Linked DNA regions of Mus musculus: regions 1, 2, 3, 4 and 5 are each linked to region 6. Evidence: chromatin contacts called from public Hi-C, HiCAR-type, capture Hi-C and promoter capture Hi-C data. All regions are on one chromosome and are shown on one strand. Each heading gives the region's core, a stretch centred on a gene start, on an enhancer-like site or on the middle of the called end of the contact. The rest is flanking DNA. Distances are from core to core; before and after follow the strand shown. Region 1 holds the start of Apip (APAF1 interacting protein). Region 2 has its middle 56 kb from the start of Pdhx. Region 3 has its middle 38 kb from the start of Commd9. Region 4 holds the start of Commd9 (COMM domain containing 9). Region 5 holds the start of Prr5l (proline rich 5 like). Region 6 holds the start of Fjx1 (four jointed box 1).

Region 1 (3,453 bases), core at 31-2,530, 620 kb before region 6:
GAACTCAAGCCAACATTTTTGAATCAGGAAATTTCACACAGAATATGACTTTCTAAGTGTCCCTCAAAAAAGCAGAATTTGACACTGCGTCTATACCTCCAAACAGCAAGAAGAGGCTAGAGACATGTAATGAGATCTCTAGTTGAGGTATATGGTGGTCCTAGAGTTTTCTTTGTGGTTTCCTCAAAATATGGGCCAATCTAAAATGCTAGGTATTCAAAAGTCTTTGACAAATCACCATCTGAAACCACCCACTTCTCCTTCTATACTTGAAAAACATCTTCAGCTTCTTTTTTGTATGTGGCTATTTTCTGTCTTGATAAATTCAATCACAGCTCTTGAATCACAGGTTATTTTGCTGATCTGGCACAACACTTAGTATGAAAAAAAAATCTGTATTTCTATGATGACCGTCACCAAGATTTACTAATAAGGGATGACAAACATGTCTGCTATCAATGCACCTTGATTCTGATACATTGCTTCTACTTTCCTCGTTCTCCATATATAGGGATGGCCACCAGGGACCTGTGTCCTATATGCAAAATCTCCCTTTCAGTCGTGCCTAATTTCAAGGTTTATAAAGAATTTGTGAAAAGCCACTTATTCCAAGACAATAATAGTTCAGATGCTCTGCATTAAATATTTCCTGTTTTATTTTAAATTGAGACCCCTTGGCTAGACGAAAGGTTAGTAAAGATATAATTTTGTGGACTTCCCCTGAGTCTTCTGCAGGGCTTATCAGTTAGTATCGAAGCTGTTTATTCTTCTAGTTCGCTAGTTCACCATTTTCTTAGCACTAGAAGGCATTTCATAAGCCTGCGTCCTGTTTAACTGAAAGAAAACCCATGTTGCCCCAGGGCCCATTTTCCTTAAAGAAGAATCATTTCCAAGAGCTCCCACCTCATAACGTCAAGTAAGATAGGCAAGGACAACTGCCCAAAAGAGTGCCCTTTGGGGTGCCTGACAATTCCGGTAGAGCAGTCCTACTAGCACAGAGGGGCCTCTGACTTTCGCGGACTGGGTTAGGAATTAGCCGCCTAGAGCTCCTGGCCGAAGCCCCACCCCGCGGCCCGTGACCCCACCTCGCCTGCTGTAGACCGCCGTCCTTACCTGCGCGCCACACGGCCGCGAGCAACAGTCTCCTTGAGCTTGACAGCCAGACATGGTTCTGACTCTGCTCCGTTATCTGTCCCGCGCTCGTTCCAAGTCTGAGCGGCCGGCAGAACGCTATTAGGCGACAGAGCGGGCAGCCTGGGGGCGGAGCAAGAGTGAGAGGCGGAGTCTGAGGGGGACCTCGTCCCTTTGGAGAATCTGCGGCGGCGCAAACCGGCCGGTGGGCGTGCCCGTGAAGGTTGGAGGCGGTGTTAGAAGGACTAGTCCTCCAGTCCAAGGCGGGGAGCGTGCGCTGTGGGCGGGGCCAGCCCATGCAAGGCGGGGCCTGGACGGGCCTTGAGGCCGCCAATCTAGTTGACTTGCGAGCTTTCCCGGAGAAAGCCGGGAAGATGGCGGCCTCCTGGAGGCTTCACTGTAACCAGCCGCTGCTTCGGTACCTTCTGGGATTTAGCAGCCGTCGAAGCCTGGGACTGGCTCAGGGTGCTGCTGCTTGGCCTGTCGACCGTGGAGCAAGTTGGAGGTGGTTTCACAGTACTCAGCTGCTGCAGGGTGAGTGGCTTGCGCTCGCTCCACTTCTCTCTTTAGCTGAGCAATGGGGCCTGGGTCAGGGGCTTTCTTGATTGGGGACACGGTTTGTGAGGTTAAGTGCGGACTCTTCCTGTTCCTTTCAACCTCCCCCAGAAACGGGCCTGCTGACTTAGCCTATGGCATGCGGCAAAAGAACTGTCTTCAGACTTGGGAGAGCATGGTTCCGTCCTTGGCCTGCCTTCAGGGCTACATGGCTTCTCTGTGACCTTGCTTTAGAATTTGAGAAATTTCGATGTCACCTAGGGAGGGTCTGTTTTAAATCCCTCTATTTTAGACCCTTATCAATCACATGTCAAATTTCTTTAATTTTACCATTCCTCTCTAATGTAATATAGCTGCCCATACATTCAAAGCCACTATTACCCATACTGATTCATTCAAAGGACCTGTCCCTATTGGAAAACTTTAAATCTTACTGCACTTAATGTATGCAGCATACAAGACTTAACTTAGAAAATACAGAATCACAGACATTGCTAGAATGTTTCAAGTAAAATATGTGGCATGAAATTCATACAGCCTATTACATAAAATTGTTCTTAAGCAGTGATATTGAACTCGGAGATATACCCACTGTCCTTCCGTTATTTAACATACAGCATATAAAATGGCAGACCTGGCATTATTCTTCCTTACGTGTATGAATATGGGCTGGGGGTTAGGATGGGGGCACAGAAAACAGTTTTAGAAACCATTAGACATTTAAGTAATCATTCTTACCACCACCTGGTACAGTAGGCCTAGCCCACACTTTCTGAGCTGTCTGAGGCCACAAAACAAAACAAAAAAAAAGAAAAAGAAAAACAATAAAATCCGTGTGCTGAGATTTCTAAAGAGGGGCTAATAGGGACAATTTACCTAAGTCATTTTTGGAGTAATGTTTAATAAATACTTCCTGGATATTGTCTTTAACTGTATAGTATATAATATTTTCTCTGCCTGGTCCTCATTTGTTAAAACTGAACTTGCCTACACTTAGCAGAAACTCTGACTCAGGAATCTGCACCTTATACTGTTGTGAGTTTAATGGAGCACACTTTTGAGACTCCCTGCCTCAAAACATCGAGGAATATGAAAGCTTAGATTGGGAAAAATACCTGTGAAATGGCCTATCCTTGCTTGTGAGGTCTTTTTGAGAGTGTGAATTTCCTAAACTCTGTTTAAAAAGGAAAGAGTGTGTGTTCTTAGACACAAAAAATGAGTAGTTTCCAAGATTTTTCTTAGAGTCAGCTGCTTCTGCCTTTAGAAATTCACATGGATAGTTTTCATCTGCTAAGTCTTGGCATTTTACCTGGACTTATCCTCTACCTCCGGGTAGATACCTTGAACACCTTGTCTGTCGGCATCATTTGTAGGAAGATGGTGCTGAATCCCAAGGCAAACTGAGTAGTTTTATTATCACTACCCACTATCCACTTAAAGTACACATTCATTGTCTTAAAGCTTTTGGGGTCAGAAGTATAAAATGAATCTCACTAGGCTAAAGTCAAGGCGTCTAGCCAGGATTGTCTTCTTTGGAGGTTCTAGTAGGCAATCTGTTTCCTTGTTTTGTTTTGTTTTAGTTTGTTTGTTTGTTTGTTTGTTTTTGCTTTTTTTTTTCCATCCAAAGCCTTCTCAGATTTGTGGGCTCTTAGTTCCTGTCTCTCCTCCAGCTCAGTAACAGCGAGTCTAGTATTGAGCACACTTGTATCTCTCCACACTTCCTCCTACCTCGCTTCCATCGAGAGGATGAAGTCTTGTTGCTATGTT
Region 2 (3,483 bases), core at 287-2,786, 570 kb before region 6:
TGGGGCAGCAGGAAACAGCTGCAGGGTTTATACTAACTGAAGTATGACTGACTCTGGATCGCCATTACCTCAGGGCTTTTAATGAAGAAGGACAAGGAAGTGTGTCCTCCATGCCAGGCTGCTGTATGTGTGTTGTGAATGCAAGGTAGGCGTGTGCTTTCGAGACAGCGCCATAAGATGAGTGGAATTCCCTCCAGGACAGTTTCTGGAGGCTCACTATTGCCACTTGAAGAGGAGTGAGGTGCTTATATGTGATACAGCAAGTAGCATGGTTTCAGGACACATCTAAACTTGTAAATAAAAGAGTGATCGTCTCATAAAGACATTTTGAATAGTTCTGCATGGTTATTTGCCTTTCTGGCATCTGCATTGGTTTTGGAAGGAGGCAATTGGAACAAAGTAGTTTATCTTCTAAGTTATAGAACAATGAGGAGCCTCTTTAATTAAAAATAGTTTAGATAAACATATTTGGTGCCCACAGAGGCCAGAAAAGGCCATTGGATTGCCTGGAACTGGAGTTTCGGGCACTTGTGAGCAGCCATGTGAGTGCTGAGAACTGATCTTGGGACCTTTGCAAGAGCAGCTAACCACTGAACCATTTCTTAAGCACCCTTAATTGAAATTTGCTAAAGTCGTTTGCAGATGAACTTTGGAAAGTTACTGTTAGTTTGTGTCTTTGATCATATAGTTTATTTTCACAAATTAGAAGTCACTTCCCTGATTTTCCAACTCTGAGCCACCTTTTTCTTTCTGAGAAAGTGAGTATTGTCAATGCTCCTTGATTTAAACTATACCACCAAGGACATAAGTTTAAGGGAAATATAGGTTTCTGTTAAAAGTTGAGAGAACATTAGGACGATCAGTCAAGATTTTCTCATCTAAATGTATTTAAATTTTTTTCTTTATGAGATTCATAGTTATTCTTGTCACAGACAAGTAGATCTTTAAAGATTTGTCTGTTGTGGCCAAATGAGATACACATTAGTCAAGCCTTTATAAAGCATAAACTGGACACAAGGTTAAGTTTTTATGTGTATGTTACACTTAAACTTTGTATAGGGTCTCAATGTATGTAGCCCTGGTTATCCAGGAACTCCCTTTGTAGACCAGGCAGACCTCAAACTCAGATCTACCTACCTCTGCCTCCCTAGTGCTGGGATTAAAGGTGTGCACCACCACCTCTTGGCCCCACTTACTTTCTATCCGTGGCCCCTCAGTCCGCTTGGCAGAGAATACTACTTATCAGGAAGCTACAGGATAGAGCTTGGTAGATGATCACCCCTCCCAGTGCCTTAGCTTCTGCTCTGTGGGAACATCCTTTTCTAAGAATTCATTTAATCTGCATGCTTGCTCATCAGGAGGAGTATTTTCTGCCTAGTGTCAGCCTAGTTTAAAATTACTAGGCTTTTGGCAGTAAGCTTATCCTGTGTCTTAATAATTCTTATCTATGGAGGAGGGGAAAGATCCTCTGTGTGGCAACTGCTTATCTTACATCATCTCTTCAGTTCTGTGTGGGAGGTGTATCTTGCTTTATAGCAGCCCTCCTTTATAGTCTTAGATAACGTGTACAGACTCAGAGACTACATGAACTGAGCTAAGCTCTAAGAGCTGCATCTGGGATTGAGCCTATATCCATGTGGTACAAAGCTTTAACAACATTACACACAACATTCTCAGGTGGACATTGGCTGAGCTCGTTCTACTGAAGTTCTTCAGCGATGTCACTTCATGTACAGTGAGACCTATAAAAAGTTTAAGTACAACATACAAATAAAAACATGTACACTTGGCTCGTATTTTCTTTGTAGTTCCTTTCTGTGTCCTGGTTAGATTGCACATGAGGTACTGAGGGATTTTTGGTTTGTTTCCATTAAAAATACATCTGTGAAGTACTAAAATCAAGAGTCATGACTTACATATAACTCCCAGTGACAGCCTTAATAAAACTGAAGCGTAAAACATTTAAGGAGGTAGTTCTTAATCTTCCTAATGCTGCGACATTTTATTAGGTTGTGACCAACCCCCAACCATGAAGTTACTTCATTGCTATTTAATAACTTTACTCCTGCTACTGTTATGAATCATAATATAAATATCTGATATGCATGATATCTGAATTGTGATCCCCAAAGGATCTATGACCCACAGTTTGAGAACCATTGATTTAGGGCTTGGTGCCTCTAGGAATAAAATATATCGATAAGCCGATGGTACTTGTGTGTGGTCCCAGCTGCAGAGGAACAGATGCGGGAAGATCACTGGAGTGCACATATTAGAGACCATCCTGGACAACAAGAGGAGAGTAACAGCAAACAAACTCATCCAGACAGAATAGCATGCAGCATTCGGGAAGAGGTGGCAAGAGGATCATGACTTGCAGGCCAATCTGGGTCTCACAGTAGGTACCATCCTGTTCTGTCTCCAGAAGGAAAAGTAATTAAAACATAAATTTAATAAAGAGCATTTTAGTTTTGAATTCTGCTCCATGTTCAGAACTCAAAAATAGTTACCTTAGTTTCAATCCCAGTTGCTCCTGTCTTCTATATGAATAACTACATTAGCCTCCAATCTTAGTCAAGGGCTAATAGCAGATTACAGAGTTCATTGACTTACCCAGACCAGATATATGCATAGCCACCAAATAAGTAAGCAGTCCTCCAGGACACAGGTGAGGGCAGGAGGCCTGGAGCACATGGTGTGTGTATTGGGCAGAGCATTAGTGGGTGATTACCAGGCCAAGTGAGGGTTGCCTTCCAGGGCTTTGCAGAACCAGCATCACTTTCTCTACTAATGAGTCATGCAGCAGCTGGACTCTGCAGTCATCTTGCTGTCTTCCATTGAAGTTTAGCCTCATGTTTATTGTAAAGGAGAAATGACAGATAAGACACTTGAGATTTGTAAAGCAGGCAGAAGAATTTAAGGGTAAATTTAAGGCTGAGTGACTGGTGGTGATGCAGAGAAGTGAAATGTCATTAATTTGAAGTAAGACATAATGGTAAAATGTTTGCGGATCTATCCCATTGTAGATGTGATGATTTTGTCAACTTGAAATGGTTTAGAATTATCTGGGAAGGGAGTCTCAATGAGGGACTCAGCTCCGTGGATATGCCTCATTTCTGTAGTTGGTTCACTGAGGTGGAAAGACCCCACTCTAACCCAACCTTTCATAAGCTAGGTCTTAAACTGAATGAAAAAGAGCAAACTGACCACTAGCATGCATTAGTTTCTCGCACTGTGCCCTTGACTGTGGGTGTCACCTGTTATGGTTTGAAGAAGAGTGGCCCCACAGGCTAATATATTTGAATGCTTTGTCACCGGGGAGTGGAACTCTTCGATAGAACTAGGATTAGGAAATGTGGCTTTGTTGTCACTGGGAATGGCTTTTAAGGTTTCAAAAGTCTGTGCCAGGCTCAGCATCATAGTCTCTCTGCCTATAGATCAGGATATAGCACTCAGCTATTGCTCCGTGGCTGCCTGTTGCAT
Region 3 (3,792 bases), core at 1,184-3,683, 530 kb after region 6:
AAGACCCTCAGCTGCCAACATTCCTTGAGACTCCGAATCAAAAGATGTCGCTGCCAGGGCCTTTGTCTCAATCCCCCAGGATGTCACTGACATATCTCATTAAGATGCTTTTGGATTCATTTTGCTCTCATAGGAATGGTAACTAGCGTCTCTTTGTTCGTGAAGATGCGGTGTTTGTATAATTAGAACTTTTTTTTTTCTAGATGCATCGCCTGGTGGATATTTTTGCCATTGATTTGCTTTTTTTTTTTTTTTTTTGTCTTCTTCCTTCTGCTCACTTAGCTTTGTGTTGGCTAAACTATTAGTATAAAGTCTCATTGTGTGCATTTTGTTTTGATCTCAATTGTCTGGTATTGGTTGAATTAACAGAGACTGTTCCACAGGGAGACTGGATGCACAGCCTTCAGTGCAATCCACGCCAGTCTGAGGCCCGCAAGTGACTAGCAACCACTTCCGGCAAAAGAGATAGACAGGCTTGTACCCTGGGACCCCTTTCAAATTTACATATAGACATTTCTTATCTTACCAATAAAAAAGGGTGCAGTTTATTCAATCACACCAGGGTTTGACATTTGTTGAGTCATTGAATCTATAGTCCCTAGCATGTCTCTGCTTGACTAAGGGTTCTGAAATATCCCACAGGAACAGCCACACTTCTGACCAACTCTGGAGGTCACTTTGTCATTGAGTTGGTATGTCAAGGCCTCAGTCTCTTCCTGGCTCCCTTAGGAAGATGCTCATCTCTGTGGCAAAACCCCTGAGACAATCAGCTTACAAGGAGACGGTGCTTATTTTTGACTCACAGACTTATTGTTTCAGTCTGTGGTAGGCTAGCCCCACTGCTTTGAGTCTGAGCTGTGCAGTACATGATGGAGGGAATAAGGGACAGAATACTCGCTTACTTCATTGTAGCCTAGAAGCGAAGAGGAAGGAGGAGGGGCTGGGTCTGATAACCCCTTGAAAACATACATCCCCTGCCACCTAGCCTTGGCTAGGCTCCACCTCTTTTTTTTTTTTTTTAATTTATTGTAGAGAGAGAGCACATGTGCTATGGAACATGTGTGGAAGTTACAGGACAAGTTTGGGGTGGGGTGTCTGTTCTTCCCTCCCACCCATACATATCTCCAGAATCTAACTGAAGTTTTCAGGCTTGGTAGCAAGAGTCTATACCCACTGAGCAAACTTGCCAGACACAGGATTTGCTTTTTAAGTGTTTCCTCCCCTCCCAATGGCACCACAGGCTAGCCAGCAAGCTTCGAACCGCAAACCACAGCCCCAGCCAAGTCCTCCTTCTTACATGAATTTATATCCAATGTATAAATAACAATTTGTAGTAAAGGCAGCCAAACATAATTGTCTCAGTTTTCTAAGATTGCCATACAGAAGAACCACAGGCAGGTGATCAGAGTTCAGGGTGTCAGTGTGAATAGTTTCTCCGAGGCCTTCCCCCCAGCATATAGATGGCCAACCTTCCCTCCACCCCACCCCTTTCCCCCTGTCTTCACACAATCCCCCTACAGTGTCTGTGAGCATCCTTTTGTTCTTACAAGGCAGAGGGTCATGTGGAAAGAGACCCATGATAATGACTTCTGGTTAACTTCACTGCCTCTTTATAAGCAACCTGTCTCTAAACAGAGTCACCCTTTGGGATACCTGGGGTCAGGATTTCAGGAGAATGCACAACCCTCGAAACAACTGATCCCTCAGTGAAGACCTTGACACACAGTAAAGTGAGAAATTAGCACTTTAACAAACAGGTCTAGAAAATTGTGGAGAAAATGTGTTCAATGTTGAGCCTTTTGGGGTGAATATGTCAGGGACCAGACACAAAATAATAACTGCAAGAGAGACTCAGCCCTTCTGCACCAACTTCCAGGTATCTGACCCCTGTGGGCTCTCTAGTCCCTGCCCATTTGCCTTCCCATGTTCCTTGTACTTTTTTTGTGACCTTGAAAATGAATTTGTCTCGGGAAATGAATGATCACACTGTAGAATGTATCATTCTTGAAACACCAGAGCGGAGGCATAGCTATAGAAGATGAATCCTAACCAGAGCTAAACTGGGGTATAATAAAAGGATTTTTGTAAACTTCGGGAAGACAGAAATTCACTGTAGAATTCCGAGATTTTCTTACATGGATTGTCCTGGGCTTTGGGATTCATAGCAGCCAGTTCGCAGAGTTGTTAGTCTCGTTGAGGAGGGAAAATGTTAAATGTAGCGGTGTGGGAGAGGCAGGCAGAGAAACTAAATAACCCAGAGATGCCGCAAATTTTAAAGGACAAGAAAATAATATTTAATAAGGCAGTTTCAGAAGGCTTCTCCTTGGAGGCAGGTAAATGTTTAACCAGGAGCTCCAGGCGTGGGGAGGCTGTGAACTGTGGTATTTGCCAAGTTCTGAAGTGTAAATACTCCCACCAGGGCCAATTTCCAGGTAAGCACATGATGTTGCTGAATGTGTCACCGGACAGAGAGACTTTCAAAGGTTGATTTGACCACTGCTCTGGGAACTTGGATGGAGATTTGGAGTTACAAACCAAGTCAAACAAATCATTAGGGACTCCAGAAATCTTCTGTATTCTGCCATAAAGCCTCAGCTGAAGTCAAAGGCTACTCAGTCTCCTTCTTCCATTGCATTCTGAATAATAATAATAATAATAATAATGATGATGATGATGACGATCAATTGTAAGGAAAAATGTCAATTTGAAAACTTTTGGAAATGTAGCTTTATGCAGGGTTAAATAAGATAGAAATGGAGATATGCATCTTGTTTATAGTCAAGCAACTGGCCCAGGGGATAGAATGTGCTCTGTGTGCTCAGAAGATCACTTAGGGCTATAGCTCTGTGGTACAGTGCTTGTCTAACCCCCTCGAGAACCTAGGTTCAATTCCTACCATTGCCAAAAGAATGGGGAGGGGAGAACAAAAAGACAAAGGGAATATTGCCTACATGTGCACCAAGCAGAAAGGCCATTTAGGAGAACAAGTATCCCATGGTTAGAAGGTACCGCTATCAAGAATAAATGTCCTGTGACAGAATAACCTACGGATAGAAGGTACCACTACCACTGGTCATTTACACTGATCTAAATGAAGCTGATCCTGGCTCCCTGACCCTCCTCCTCTAGTCTAGTAGGGAACACAGAGGTGGCTGGTCCATGCCCTTGCTTCAGTAGTGGTCATGAGATTCAAGTTAGGTCACTCTGAGCTCTTCTTAGCTCTACAGTAGCTTGCCTTTATAGGATGCTAAGCTGATTCCGAGTAGAGCAAGTGCTCGCTTCCTCTTACGCCCAGGCTTCCCACAGCTATGCCTTACTTCTTCCTCTACTCCTCCCACACTGAAGAGGAGCCACCTTCTCCCTCTTCTCACTTCCTTAAGATGAATGTTTTACTATGGTGACTTCTGACCTTCCTAGCTCCTGGTCTTCCTAGCCATTGCCTATTGCTTTTGCTCTGTGCAGAGCAATACTCCTTTCTATCGTGCCCCATGAAGACAGGGTATGTGCCTGTTGTGTGGACTTTCATATGCCTATTAATGCCTTGACCATTTTTTAAAATAAGTCATTAACCTGGGTCTTTCTCTGAGCATTCCATCTGATTTCTTTTCCTTCAGTCACCCCACCATGCTCCAACCCATTATGGCCACGGTCGTGAACTGTCTAGCAGGGCCACCAAGGATAAAGAATTCCCAGCAAGTATTTGGCCATCTCCAAAAGATTGAGGCACAGTTTTAGATGGGGTCTCCTCAGTCCAAACAGGCTACAGGGAGTAGATTCTGACATGACCCCAGT
Region 4 (3,506 bases), core at 660-3,159, 570 kb after region 6:
GATGTCTTTAAATCGTATAATTTCCAGATGGCCTAGGAACTTCATCTGTAAAGCTGAGTACTAGAAGTACTCTTTATGCCTTTTTCAACAGACCAATGAGCAAACAAATAGAATACACTACAGAATACTTCGAAGAAATAAAAAGGAAGCAATTGTGAATACCTATGATTTGTATGATTCTCTCTGGAGTAGTGGTCTCTCGGTCTTCCTAATGCTGCAACCCTTTAATACAGTCCCTCACGTTGTGGTGACCCCAACCATAACATTATTTTATTGCTATTTCATAGTTTATATCGTGATGTAAATATCTGCTATTCAGGAAAACTGATATGCAACCACAAAGGGGTTTCGATCTACAGCTTGAGAATTAGGCTTAGTGAGGAAAGCCAATCCACAAACATCATCTACACCAAGATTTACAAACGTTCTTGAAATGAAAACTAATGATACAAGAATGTTGAAGTGTCAAGGAATTCTGGAGGCCAACTGCAAGTGAGCTTGGCTGTAAGATGTCAACCCAGGGGTCTTACATAGATAGCTATGCCTTGGAGCTTTACTGGATCAATGTAAATACCCCAACTGTGATATTGTTCTGTAGATATCCAGGAAGTCACCATTAAGGAACATGGGACAAAAATCTCTCTGCATTATTTCCCACAACTACAGGAGATATTATAGTTAGCTTTTAATAAAGTGTATTTAAACAATAGAGCAGTGAAAATGAGCTATTGCTACAATCATGACTGGAAGCCAGATGTGAACACTGATATGAAGAAGTGTTCCATTTCTGTGGAGTTCAGAGACTGAGTAATAGTACATGGTGTCCGAAGCTATGCACTGTTGGGAAGGCAAGTGAAGTAAGTAACCAGGGAGGCACTGGGGGTACTGGTGTCTCAGTCTGTGGTCTGGTGTTGGCTACATGAGTGTGTAGTCATTAAGGGAATTACTAATGATTTCAGTATGCTATATGTTATTTTCCAAAACTTACCAAGGAAAAGAAAATGTCCCAAGACAAGCAAGCATGGAAAAGGAATGGCTTAAATCAACCACAAGGAAGAGAAAAAGCTGCTAAGGAGAACTCTTGGATCCTAGTCACAGCTCCACTATACTAAAGCCCTTCATAGCTATTTCTTCGGCACATACTGGGTGCCAGGTCTTGTTCTTGTTGGCATAGGCTTGTGAACAATGAAGTCAAAGTGCTCAGGAGTGGACTGAGCAAATGCACACTAGGAAGATGGATAACGGAAAGGGCATTATATGTGTGACTTATAATGACAGTGTCACGAGGATCATTTCTGATCTTCAACTGGATAAGAGAGAAGAAAGGAAAACAAGAAGAAACAGAAATCATGTTCCTCAGAAGAGAACACAAAGACATCCATGGTGTGTGCACACTAGTAATAAGTCCTAAGAGGGAATGCAAAGCCACCCTTCTAAGGAGTAACTCAAACTTTATGACGTCCCTAGAAGTACTAGGGTGACAAGAAGGAGAGAATTTCCCTGAGAGAGGCGTAAAGACTGGGATGAAATGGGAACTGGTGACTGTCACCCAAGTGCTCCAATCTATAAAACCACTCGTGGTCACTAATTCTTGGGTGTATTTACATCGACTATCTGATTTTTACTTCCACCTTAATATCTGGGCGTGATTAATTTTGTTGCTCCTGTTTAAAAGCTCAGAAAGGCTGAACGATTTTCTCAGGGTCACACAAAGAAGCACTGACGCGCGGCGGGTAGGGTGGGAGTGGGACAATGCTCCAAGTCAGGGCCGGTTTATTCCCAATTCTTGCTTTGCACCAAGTCCCAGACCCTAAGACGGTGGCCGCACGCGTCCCCACCCCTTCAAGATACCTTCAGTAGGCTCTGGAGCGCCACGAAATGCTCTGCTGTCAAGGCCGCCATCTTTCTGGAGTCACGTGACAGCCGGAGCAAGCGGAGCGTGCCTCGTGACCCCTCGCAGGACATGCTGGGAGTTGTAGTTCTTCACCGTGGCTGGCGGGAACGGCGTGCAAAGAACCAGGAAGTCTTCCTCCTGTATGACTAAGCTCAAAGACCAGAGGGCTGAGATACTGAGAGAACTCGGATATAGAATGATTTCCAGGGAACAACTGGCTGGACATCCTAGGTCAGGGAAACTGGTTTTGCCTTTGCCCCTCTGGGTAGGCTGGCTGATCTGGTGAATGCACCTGCAGACTTGGCAGACACCTTGGCAACTTAGATGCCCAGAAGAGATCGGCCTACTCACCATCTGGATTTAAATGAAGCTTTGCCTATTTGAATTCTTGGAATTCACACACACACACACACACACACACACACACACGCTCACATGCCTGCAGTACTCCCTAAAAACAAAACAAAACAAAAAAAACAAAAAACAAAAAACAACGCTTCAAGGCATATAGTTTCTTCTCTGTTTGTGGAGAGATAGGAGCCTTTGTAACTAGCCTTATCCAGACAGTCAAGCTAAGTCACTTAGGGTTCTTAGTAACTTTCCTGTGGTCCAAGAAGAGGTCTGGTTTGAAGGGCAGCTGATTAGGAAAGGGGTTAGAAAGGAAGAAGGCGTGTGAAGATATTGACTATCTTAGCTCTGTGCACCTCCGGCACGGTCTCTTCTGTCTGCATTCTTTCCCTTAAAACTGAGTGTTGAGGGTCATGCAGCAAGACCTGCCAACACCTTCCTCAGAGGCAGACCCTCCAGTCTTCAGAGAGTCTGAAAGTGGCAGTCGCTGGGTCAAAGGCTTAACTACAACCTTGCTATGGGTTGAGTCTGAAATCTGTTTTGCAGGTTCATCCTGTGGTCACTTGGACCCTAGCTTTGTGGGACTGCTGAATGTTAGAACCCTTAGGATCTGGGACCTTGCTAGTGAAGGTCTCTAGTGGCAGGCCTTTGGGGGTTATGCTGCTTCTGGTTCTGGCCTGATTGCATGGTGTCTTGTCTGCTGCTGTGTAAGAAGTCTTGGCTGTACATTATTGCCACCCTGCTCTGCCATGTTGGACTACAACTTCTGAAACCATGAACCAGAATAAATCTTCCTCCTCTAAGTTGTTTCCATCTAGTTCCTGTCACAGTGACACACCAGTAACCAATGCACTTGAGAAATTGAAAGCATAACAACTCAACTGAGCCATCCCAGGCTTTCTGGCTTTGAAATATTGTATAAGTCTTTAGGTGTAGCCTTTCCATGTCTTGATTCAAAGTGGCTGCAGGCTGTGAGCTTCCAGAATGAGGTACTAACTACTGTTTGCCAGCTACTAGGGAAAGCTGACATCCAGATGGGGCAATGATGACAGCCAAAGCAGCCATTTCCCCTGGCACTTGCCCTCTTTGCTGGGTACTGTATCTACTTCAACTGCAAGATGGGGAGTGACTCCAACTTCAAGAACAGGCTTCCAGAACTAAGAAAGAAACAGAAACCTGTGAAGGAAGGATCTGGCTTCCCAAGCTACCTGACTTTAAAGATGTCATTCTTCCTTGAATAAACCCAGCCTGGTGGAGGGTTACC
Region 5 (3,757 bases), core at 617-3,116, 650 kb after region 6:
TCTTTCTCTTTCTTCTTCTCTTTCTTCGGAGACAGGATCTCTCTATGCAGCCTTGGCAGTCCTGAAACTTGAAATGTAGAGAGCAGGCTGACATTGAACTTGCAGCAATCCGCTTCCCTGAGTGCTGGACTTCAAGGCCTGTGTCACCTAGGTGGCTAGGCCAGCTTTCACTTCTTCATCACTGCCCAGGCTCCCCAAGGCTTGCTTTCTGTGCCCCGAGCTAGACTGTGTGCCCTCCCCAGCTATAGCAGGGACTCTTAGGGTAAGATTTAAGGGCTTTCTGTAGTCCTGGTTATTCCACTATTCCTGAACAGGTAAGGGGCTCAAAGGTTCACCTACACCCCCCACCCCCACCTTAGCACACAAGTGTCATAGTGTTACACTGACAAGACCAAGCTCAAATTATGCTTAGTCTTAACCAAAAAAGGGCAATATATCTTTTCTTTCATCAAATGTCACTGTGGTTTTAAAGTTTGCATGTTGATATGAGGTCGGACAGCGCTTTAAAAGTAGTCCCTTCTCAACCGCAGGGCAAAATTAGGCAGGGAGTCCTACAACAGTTGCATTAAAAAAAAAAAAAAAAGAAAAAGTGGGCTGGAGAGATGGGAGATGGCTCAGCGGTTAAGAGCACTGACTGCTGCTCCAGAGGCCCTAAGTTCAATTCCCAGCAACCACATGGTGGCTCATAACCATCTGTAATGGGATCTGATGCCTTCTGGTGTCTGAGGACAGCTACAGTGTATTCACATATATAAAATAAATAAATCTTGAAAGAAAGAAAGAAAGAAAGAAAGAAAGGGAGAGAGAGAGAGACAGAGAGAGAGAGAGAGAAATGTTAAAGAAAAGGGTTTTTGTTTTGTTTTGTTTTGTTTGTTTTTTGAGATGGGTTCATATAACCTAGGATGAAAAATTGAACTCATTGTGTAGAGCACGATGACCTAAACTCTTGGTCTTCTTTCCTCTACCTCCAAAGTGCTACAGGGATTCTAAGCATTCCAAAGGCCGTGACTCTTTAATACAGATCCTCATGTTGTGGTGACCCCCCCCTGCCCCCAACCATAAAATTATTTTGTTGCTACCACTTAACTGTAATTCTGTTATGCATTGTGTGTATATCTGATATACAAGATATCTAATATGTGACACATACACACACACACCCCACACAAAGGGGTCTCGACCAACAGGTTAAACACCATCGTGCTAGGATCCTGATTACTCCACCACCAGCTCAAATTCTTAGCACCTACCGAGCAACAACAAGGAATTTCCAAAGTTATTTTACATTTTTAAAATGTTCGAACTGGTTGGTTTTCTGTGGTTTCAATTCTGATATGTCGTGTTCGTGAAACCTTCGCCTAAAAATTGAACCCCAGATCCTTAAATTCGTTTTACAACGCTAAGGAAGAGACGCAAACAAGTGTGGAATCGGTTTGAAAAATCTTTCCTTAAAACGCATTCGCGCGTGCGCGCTCCAAAGCAGCAACAAAACCTCTCTCAGCCTCAGAAATGTTCCGCAGAACTCCAGTCCTTTTGTATCTGGTCGCACGAACACCTCTGGACTCCTGGAGACGTTTCTCATCCCGGGTTTAACAGTGGGAGACCAAACTCTTCTTGGCTTTTCGAAAGGTAGTGCAGAGTTCCCCTGATTTGCAGCATCCTCCCCTGCTTTTTAGGACCACGACCTTGGATTTCCTGAAATTGTTGAAATGAATTTAAGCGCAGGGTCTTCCGCCTACTCTTGTTGTTGGAGAGGAGGCGTGGGATGGGGGTGAAGCGAGGCGGGGGCATTGGAGAGAAACCACAGCGATGTGCACCGGACAGGAAAAGTGGGAGGAGGAGAGGGAGGAGGAGAGGAGGCGGCCGTAAGTTGAGAGAGGAGGGAAACAGTCACCAGCCTGACTCTGAGAGCTACGGCGGAGAGAAACCTGGGCAGGACGCGACCCGGCGTAGGGCAGAGCTGGGAGAGGACCTGGGGAGGGCGAGCGAGCGAGCGAGGCGAGAACCAGCCGAATCGCTAGTTTCTCTCCAGCAAGAAAACTTTCCCTGGAACACCGGAAACTTTTTCCTGAGCGCTCAGAGTCCGAGACGGAGGCGAGCGGTGGGTGTGCGCGGCTCGGCTCGGGTGACTCACGCCGGGGACCCCAAGGGGGTGAGTGGGGAAGTCCCTGGAGGGCCTGAAGTCATCATTCTGCAACTTCGCAGGCTCGGAAAATAACTCGCCTGGCGTGATCTGGGGGTGGGAGTGGGGGCACGGGGACAGCGAGACTGAGGGGAGACTCCGCGTGGTTAAGGAACCTCCGCATCGGATGCTGTAGGCGGGGAGGTAGACTACCAAGAGGTGGGTAAGGGAAGGGGCAGGCCGCCCTGAGTGTAGTGGGTCACGGTGGGAGAGGAAGCGCTGTGAACCCTTTTTGGGGGAATCCTGCCAAGCGTGGGACCCTAGTAAGCTAGAAGGCAGAAAAAGAATGTATCTGCACCATCCTCCCAAGGCCAGAGGGGCAGATCTACAGTCATGAGTGCTCAGGAGGCTACTCGCCTGAAAAACCCATCCTCTCAGCCGTCCCCTTCTTTCTTGAAGGGAGGCGTGAGAGTCGAGGTAGTAGATGGAGACCAGTTGGCCCGGAGCGCTGGGCAGGCTACTGTAGCCAGGGGACAGCCCGAGGGAGACCTAGCCTGTGGTGGTGAGAAGCTCGGGACAGTTCACTGCGACTCTGCGCCAGGCGCCCACGGTGTCCCCTTTCCGCTTCGACTTTCGCGCCCGCCGGGCGTTGGGCCGGGATTTCCTCTGCGCGCCTCGTGTGCGCACTGCGCGTTTTTACGCACAGGGGGCGCTGTGGGACCCGCACCTCTAGACCAGACTACGGTTCCCAGAGTTCGTGCCTGGACAGCGACAAGGACTAGGTGTGCTTACAAAGGATCCTTCAGGAATAGATTTTGGGGTGCTGCCCTTGTTGGCAGTAGGGGTTTCCCCGATTCCTACCCGCGCCCTGCCGGGGATCACATGCCACCGCCGCCTCTTCCTCCGCGGTGCCAGAAGCCCGCGTTTTGCTTGTCAGCAGTAAAGTGGAGAGTATTTATAGACGCCACTGCAATCCTGCGGTGTGCAAGGTTTCAATTACTGCGCTGCGTCGCGCCCCACAAGACGAGATGCTTACGCGCGGCGGCTCAGCTACATGTCTGCTGCGGAGACCCACTTGGAAAAACGTCTCCAGGCATCCCTTACTTGGGTGGAGTTTTGGAATTCTTGCCCATGCAAATTCAGATAAGGACTACAGTGGTCCTGGACAATCGCCTTCCATCCCATCAGCTTCCCCCAACCCCAAGCCTCTGCCAGCTTCCAGCATGGCATCCATCAGCCTTCAAGACTGCTCTTTTGACCATTCATTAGAACTGATACTTTCCCCACGTACTTCCAAATGTCATTGCTAATTCTGCTAAGACGCTTTGGTGGTAGAAAGTGCTGTTACTGCTAACACGAAGCTGCCACTGAGTTAGGAGGGAAATGATTTTAGCTTCATTTTAAAATTAGTCCCCAATGAGATTCCTTATGCAGCTAAGGAGGGTAAGTTGGTCTGTCAGGTGGAACTGGAGCAGAAGAGGCCTCATTCTAGTACTGAGCTCTAGTACTGAGCTCCCGAAACGGCCTTGGTACTGTGGAGAGTGTAGTTCCTCCACCACTTTTTCTAGTGTTTTAACCACACTTCTAACAGCTGGACCTATAAATGTGTACAAGAAAGCTGGAAGTAGAAATGAG
Region 6 (3,520 bases), core at 407-2,906:
CTGGTATATGAAATAAAAATTTGATAAGAGACAGTCCCTGCTCTCTAGGGAAAGACAGGGGGAAGCTTGCATGAGGCAAGAAAAAAAAACTTTTTAATGAATTAATATATTGTACTGGATCCATATGGAAGGCACTGTAATCCTTTTATCAGATAAGCACTACAAGAAGCCCCGTGGTTGGGAACACATTTAAGAAAGACCCCACACTTTCAGGTGGCACACAAGGTACCAGTGGGAAAGAAACCCAGGAAGGTGTATGCCTTGGGTCAGCCATGTTTTGGAAGGTTAATGTATCTACTCTGTCACAAACATTTTACATTGTCTACCCTATAACTCCAGAATAAATATACACAGCACAGGCAGATGTAGCCCAGCTGAAACCTCGCATGTGTTCCCAGGAGAGGAATATAGGGAAAGGAAACACACACACACACACACACACATACACACACACAATGTGAAAGAAACCGATTTTAAACTCTGGCTGTAGGACTCGGGGAGGAGTCAGAAGAGAACCTGCTTAGCATACGTACTGTCCTGGGACAGTTCCCTGGCAGTGCCAGCTCTGGCTCTCAGGACCCCTCACGGCTCTGATCTTATGACTAAGAATCTCCAGTTTGAAATATGGGATACAAGAAGGGAAAGGAAAGATTCAGTTTGTTTCCAAGAGATTTGCTGGTAAATTAAATCCAAGAAAGTCTGGAGGAAGATGCATCAGTTTTTATAATGTGTTGGTTTGTTTTTTTCTTCACTGCCCCACTTCCCACTAGTCCTTTTTCCTTTACACTAAACTAGTAAAACAATTGTTTATTTTCCTTTGTTTGGGAGAAATTTATAATTGGGAATAAAGTGACTGACTAAATGACAACTTAAAAACAAGGTGAGAATGTTGACAATAAGTGTTTATATCTATCTAGATATCCCTATCTCTACATATTGAACTTTCTTTAAAATGGGAAAGCCAAGTGGCATGCGACCAGGGGACCTGACTTGGCTGTCCAACTTGCACAGCAAGGTTTAATTCCAAGCATCCCTGAGAAAAGTCACAGAAGTTAACCTCATTGCTCTCAAGCCTGCAATGATCCATACCGGGGAGCTTGCATCTGGAGAGAGGTTATGGGTTCAAAGTCATTGGCTACAGATGGTTCCTCTCCCAGCTGGAGTCACATCCTCTAGGGCTCGAGACTTTCCGGGGAATTTACATAAGCCAGCGTGAATCACACCAAGTGAGGTAGCAAAAGGACTCACCCTGACCCCTGCCTGTACTGCGGTGGGGGGCTGTCTGAAGTTTTCAGATCAGACACAGTCCAAAGGAGGGTACAAGGGGATCATCCCACTCCCAACAAGAGCACCGGACACGCCGCTACTCCCAAGCCCTACAATTGGTCTCTGCCCCCGCCCCCGCTCCGACGCCCCCGCACGGACGCCCTCAGTTCAGCCTCCTCCCCGCCCCGAAGTCCGGGACAGAACGTGGGGCCACCTCTCGCTCCTGGAAGGATCGGTTGCCGCTTTAAGGGGAAGAGGAAGGGAAGGGGCGGGGGAGTGGGGGGCGGGGAGAGGCGGCAGAGGAGGGGGAGGGGGATCCCCCTCGCTCCCACGTGGTCCGGGCGCCTGTGAATCGCGCCCGCCGGAGGGTCTCACAGCGAAATACAAAAGCTGCTGGGAAGCCACGGGGAGGCGAGTTCCCAGCGCCGGGGCAGAGCGCTGGCCAGAGCCCCGCAGCGCTCCGCGGCCGCGATGGGGCTCCGGCACCCGAAGCCCCGGAGCCAGCTAGCAGCCGGGCCCGCCTCGCCGCCCGCACCCGGGCGCCCGGGCTTGGCTTGAAGCGGCGGCGGTGGCACCGGCGCGCCGGCAGGAGCATGGGGAGGAAGATGCGGGGCGCCGCCGCCGCCGCGGGGCTCTGGCTGCTGGCTTTGAGCTCGCTGCTGACGCTGTGGGGAGGACTCCTGCCACCGCGGACCGAGCTGCCAGCCTCCCGGCCGCCCGAAGATCGACTCCCTCCGCATCCGATCCAGAGTGGCGGCCCCGCGCCCGAGCCGCGATTCCCTCTGCCCCCGCCCCTAGTATGGGACGCCCGCGGCGGCTCCCTGAAAACTTTCCGGGCGCTGCTCACCCTGGCGGCCGGCGCGGATAACCCGCCTAGGAGGCACCAGGACGACCGCGGGCGGCACGAGCCCTCCGGGCTGTCCTGGCCAGAGGAGCGCAGGGCGGTGCACGGGGGCGTCTTCTGGAGCCGCGGCCTGGAGGAGCAGGTTCCCCGGGGCTTTTCCGAAGCCCAAGCAGCAGCGTGGCTGGAGGTGGCACGGGGTGCTCGGGTGGTGGCTCTGGATCGCGGGGGCTGCGGACGCAGTTCCAACCGCCTAGCCCGCTTTGCCGACGGCACCCGTGCCTGTGTACGCTACGGCATCAACCCAGAGCAGATACAGGGCGAGGCCCTGTCCTACTACCTTGCGCGCCTGCTGGGCCTCCAGCGCCACGTGCCGCCGCTGGCACTGGCTCGGGTGGAGGCTCGGGGCGCGCAGTGGGTGCAGGTGCAGGAGGAGCTGCGCACCGCGCACTGGACCGAGGGCAGCGTGGTGAGCCTGACGCGCTGGCTGCCTAACCTCACCGACGTGGTGGTGCCCGAGCCCTGGCGATCAGAGGACGGCCGTCTGCGGCCCCTGCGCGACGCCGGGGGCGAGCTGACCAACCTCAGCCAGGCGGAGCTGGTGGACTTGGTACAATGGACCGATCTGATCCTCTTCGATTACCTGACGGCCAACTTTGACCGGCTTGTGAGCAACCTCTTCAGCTTACAGTGGGACCCACGCGTTATGCACCGCGCTACGAGCAACCTGCACCGAGGACCAGGAGGGGCGTTGGTCTTTCTGGACAATGAGGCGGGCTTGGTGCACGGCTACCGGGTAGCCGGCATGTGGGACAAGTATAACGAACCGCTGCTACAGTCGGTGTGTGTATTCCGAGAGCGGACTGCTAGGCGCGTCTTGGAGCTGCACCGGGGTCAGGACGCGGCGGCCCGGTTGCTGCGCCTCTACAGTCGCCACGAACCGCGTTTCCCAGAGCTGGCGGAGCTCTCAGAACCCCACGCTCAGCTGCTACAGCGCCGCCTTGACTTCCTCGCCAAACACATTTTGCACTGCAAGGCCAAGTACGGCCGCCGGCCCGGGGACTTAATAACACTCCGAGGAAGAGAGGGACTGGGGTATGAATGATGGGGGTTAGGGCTGTCTTCTCTGCCACGGGCAACGACCAACCAGCCAACGCCCACCCAATGGTCTGATCGCCAAGCTGTCTAAAAAAAAAAATTGTGTGTTACCCACTTGCCCCTTTCTTTTCATGCCAGGCTGTTTCCTTTCCAAGTTCTGGAAGGGCAAACTCACCGAGGCGAGAAGTGTAACATTCCCTCCACCTAGCTTATAAAAAGAGTTCTGTGCTTGTGTGGAGATTGGATCCGAAGAAACTGGCTGCTGGGGTTTGGCCCGGGAATGGCAGTCTCTTTGGGAGATGCAGTCCATTTTTG

Evidence for each region. Promoter capture Hi-C pulls out the DNA fragments that hold promoters and counts their contacts. Hi-C and Micro-C count contacts between places; a contact is called where the count stands out from the background. HiCAR-type assays count read pairs that join an accessible place to other places. Capture Hi-C pulls out chosen DNA fragments and counts their contacts.
Region 1: a contact with region 6 is called in a promoter capture Hi-C map of hippocampal neurons, with 6 times the contacts expected there. The contact joins the promoter of Apip here to the promoter of Fjx1 in region 6. A contact is called at or near these places in 14 of 39 promoter capture datasets (the 3T3-L1 cell line, the C10 cell line, the HPC-7 cell line and 9 more), 1 of 15 datasets of contacts at CTCF or cohesin (the NIH/3T3 cell line), 24 of 484 Hi-C or Micro-C datasets (the HPC-7 cell line, the N1E-115 cell line, adipose-derived mesenchymal stem cells and 15 more), 10 of 115 datasets of contacts at active chromatin or transcription factors (T-cell acute lymphoblastic leukemia, astrocytes, embryonic basal ganglia and 7 more) and 1 of 9 other capture datasets (embryonic stem cells).
Region 2: a Hi-C map of the HPC-7 cell line shows a contact between it and region 6, with 2.7 times the contacts expected there. The contact joins the enhancer-like site here to the promoter of Fjx1 in region 6. A contact is called at or near these places in 4 of 39 promoter capture datasets (the 3T3-L1 cell line, the C10 cell line, hippocampal neurons and 1 more), 1 of 15 datasets of contacts at CTCF or cohesin (the NIH/3T3 cell line), 11 of 484 Hi-C or Micro-C datasets (the HPC-7 cell line, the N1E-115 cell line, cerebellum and 7 more), 5 of 115 datasets of contacts at active chromatin or transcription factors (astrocytes, embryonic forebrain, forebrain and 2 more) and 1 of 9 other capture datasets (embryonic stem cells).
Region 3: a HiCAR-type map of kidney shows a contact between it and region 6, with 5 times the contacts expected there. The contact joins the enhancer-like site here to the promoter of Fjx1 in region 6. A contact is called at or near these places in 10 of 39 promoter capture datasets (the HPC-7 cell line, HPC-7-derived erythroid cells, cranial neural crest and 6 more), 1 of 15 datasets of contacts at CTCF or cohesin (the NIH/3T3 cell line), 23 of 484 Hi-C or Micro-C datasets (B cells, the BV-2 cell line, ECoMG myeloid progenitors and 14 more), 27 of 115 datasets of contacts at active chromatin or transcription factors (CD8 T cells, the NIH/3T3 cell line, T-cell acute lymphoblastic leukemia and 19 more) and 3 of 9 other capture datasets (embryonic stem cells, liver and pancreatic islet).
Region 4: a promoter capture Hi-C map of embryonic stem cells shows a contact between it and region 6, with 5 times the contacts expected there. The contact joins the promoter of Commd9 here to the promoter of Fjx1 in region 6. A contact is called at or near these places in 24 of 39 promoter capture datasets (the 3T3-L1 cell line, 3T3-L1-derived adipocytes, the C10 cell line and 14 more), 1 of 15 datasets of contacts at CTCF or cohesin (the NIH/3T3 cell line), 27 of 484 Hi-C or Micro-C datasets (B cells, the C2C12 cell line, CD4 T cells and 19 more), 26 of 115 datasets of contacts at active chromatin or transcription factors (the NIH/3T3 cell line, T-cell acute lymphoblastic leukemia, VIP interneurons and 18 more) and 2 of 9 other capture datasets (macrophages and pancreatic islet).
Region 5: a contact with region 6 is called in a capture Hi-C map of embryonic stem cells, with 4 times the contacts expected there. The contact joins the promoter of Prr5l here to the promoter of Fjx1 in region 6. A contact is called at or near these places in 5 of 39 promoter capture datasets (the 3T3-L1 cell line, hippocampal neurons, pre-B cells and 1 more), 11 of 484 Hi-C or Micro-C datasets (Sertoli cells, differentiating embryonic stem cells, embryonic fibroblasts and 3 more), 12 of 115 datasets of contacts at active chromatin or transcription factors (astrocytes, embryonic basal ganglia, embryonic forebrain and 7 more) and 2 of 9 other capture datasets (embryonic stem cells and pancreatic islet).

What each region holds. Positions count from the first base shown.
Region 1 is chr2:103,071,502-103,074,954 of GRCm38.p6, reverse strand. Apip (APAF1 interacting protein) reads right to left here and starts at 1,280. Exons shown (of 7, transcript NM_019735.4): 1 at 1,114-1,280. The coding sequence starts at 1,167. It overlaps Pdhx (pyruvate dehydrogenase complex, component X), which reads left to right and starts at 1,442. Exons shown (of 11, transcript NM_175094.5): 1 at 1,442-1,665. The coding sequence starts at 1,506.
Region 2 is chr2:103,015,559-103,019,041 of GRCm38.p6, reverse strand. No RefSeq gene overlaps it. Among named protein-coding and RNA genes, the nearest start is that of Pdhx, 56 kb to the left of the region's middle. Within about 2 kb of position 1,536, at least 18 of the 459 cell types and tissues checked have an H3K27ac peak or open chromatin away from gene starts, as enhancers often do. A contact at or near this core is called in the HPC-7 cell line and uterus, where this site is marked.
Region 3 is chr2:101,922,007-101,925,798 of GRCm38.p6, reverse strand. No RefSeq gene overlaps it. Among named protein-coding and RNA genes, the nearest start is that of Commd9, 38 kb to the right of the region's middle. Within about 2 kb of position 2,433, at least 12 of the 459 cell types and tissues checked have an H3K27ac peak or open chromatin away from gene starts, as enhancers often do. A contact at or near this core is called in kidney, where this site is marked.
Region 4 is chr2:101,884,665-101,888,170 of GRCm38.p6, reverse strand. It overlaps Commd9 (COMM domain containing 9), which reads right to left and starts at 1,909. Exons shown (of 6, transcript NM_029635.3): 1 at 1,852-1,909. The coding sequence starts at 1,902.
Region 5 is chr2:101,795,816-101,799,572 of GRCm38.p6, reverse strand. It overlaps Prr5l (proline rich 5 like), which reads left to right and starts at 1,866. Exons shown (of 9, transcript NM_175181.5): 1 at 1,866-2,101.
Region 6 is chr2:102,449,928-102,453,447 of GRCm38.p6, reverse strand. It overlaps Fjx1 (four jointed box 1), which reads left to right and starts at 1,656. Exons shown (of 1, transcript NM_010218.2): 1 at 1,656-3,520. The coding sequence starts at 1,860. The coding sequence ends at 3,212.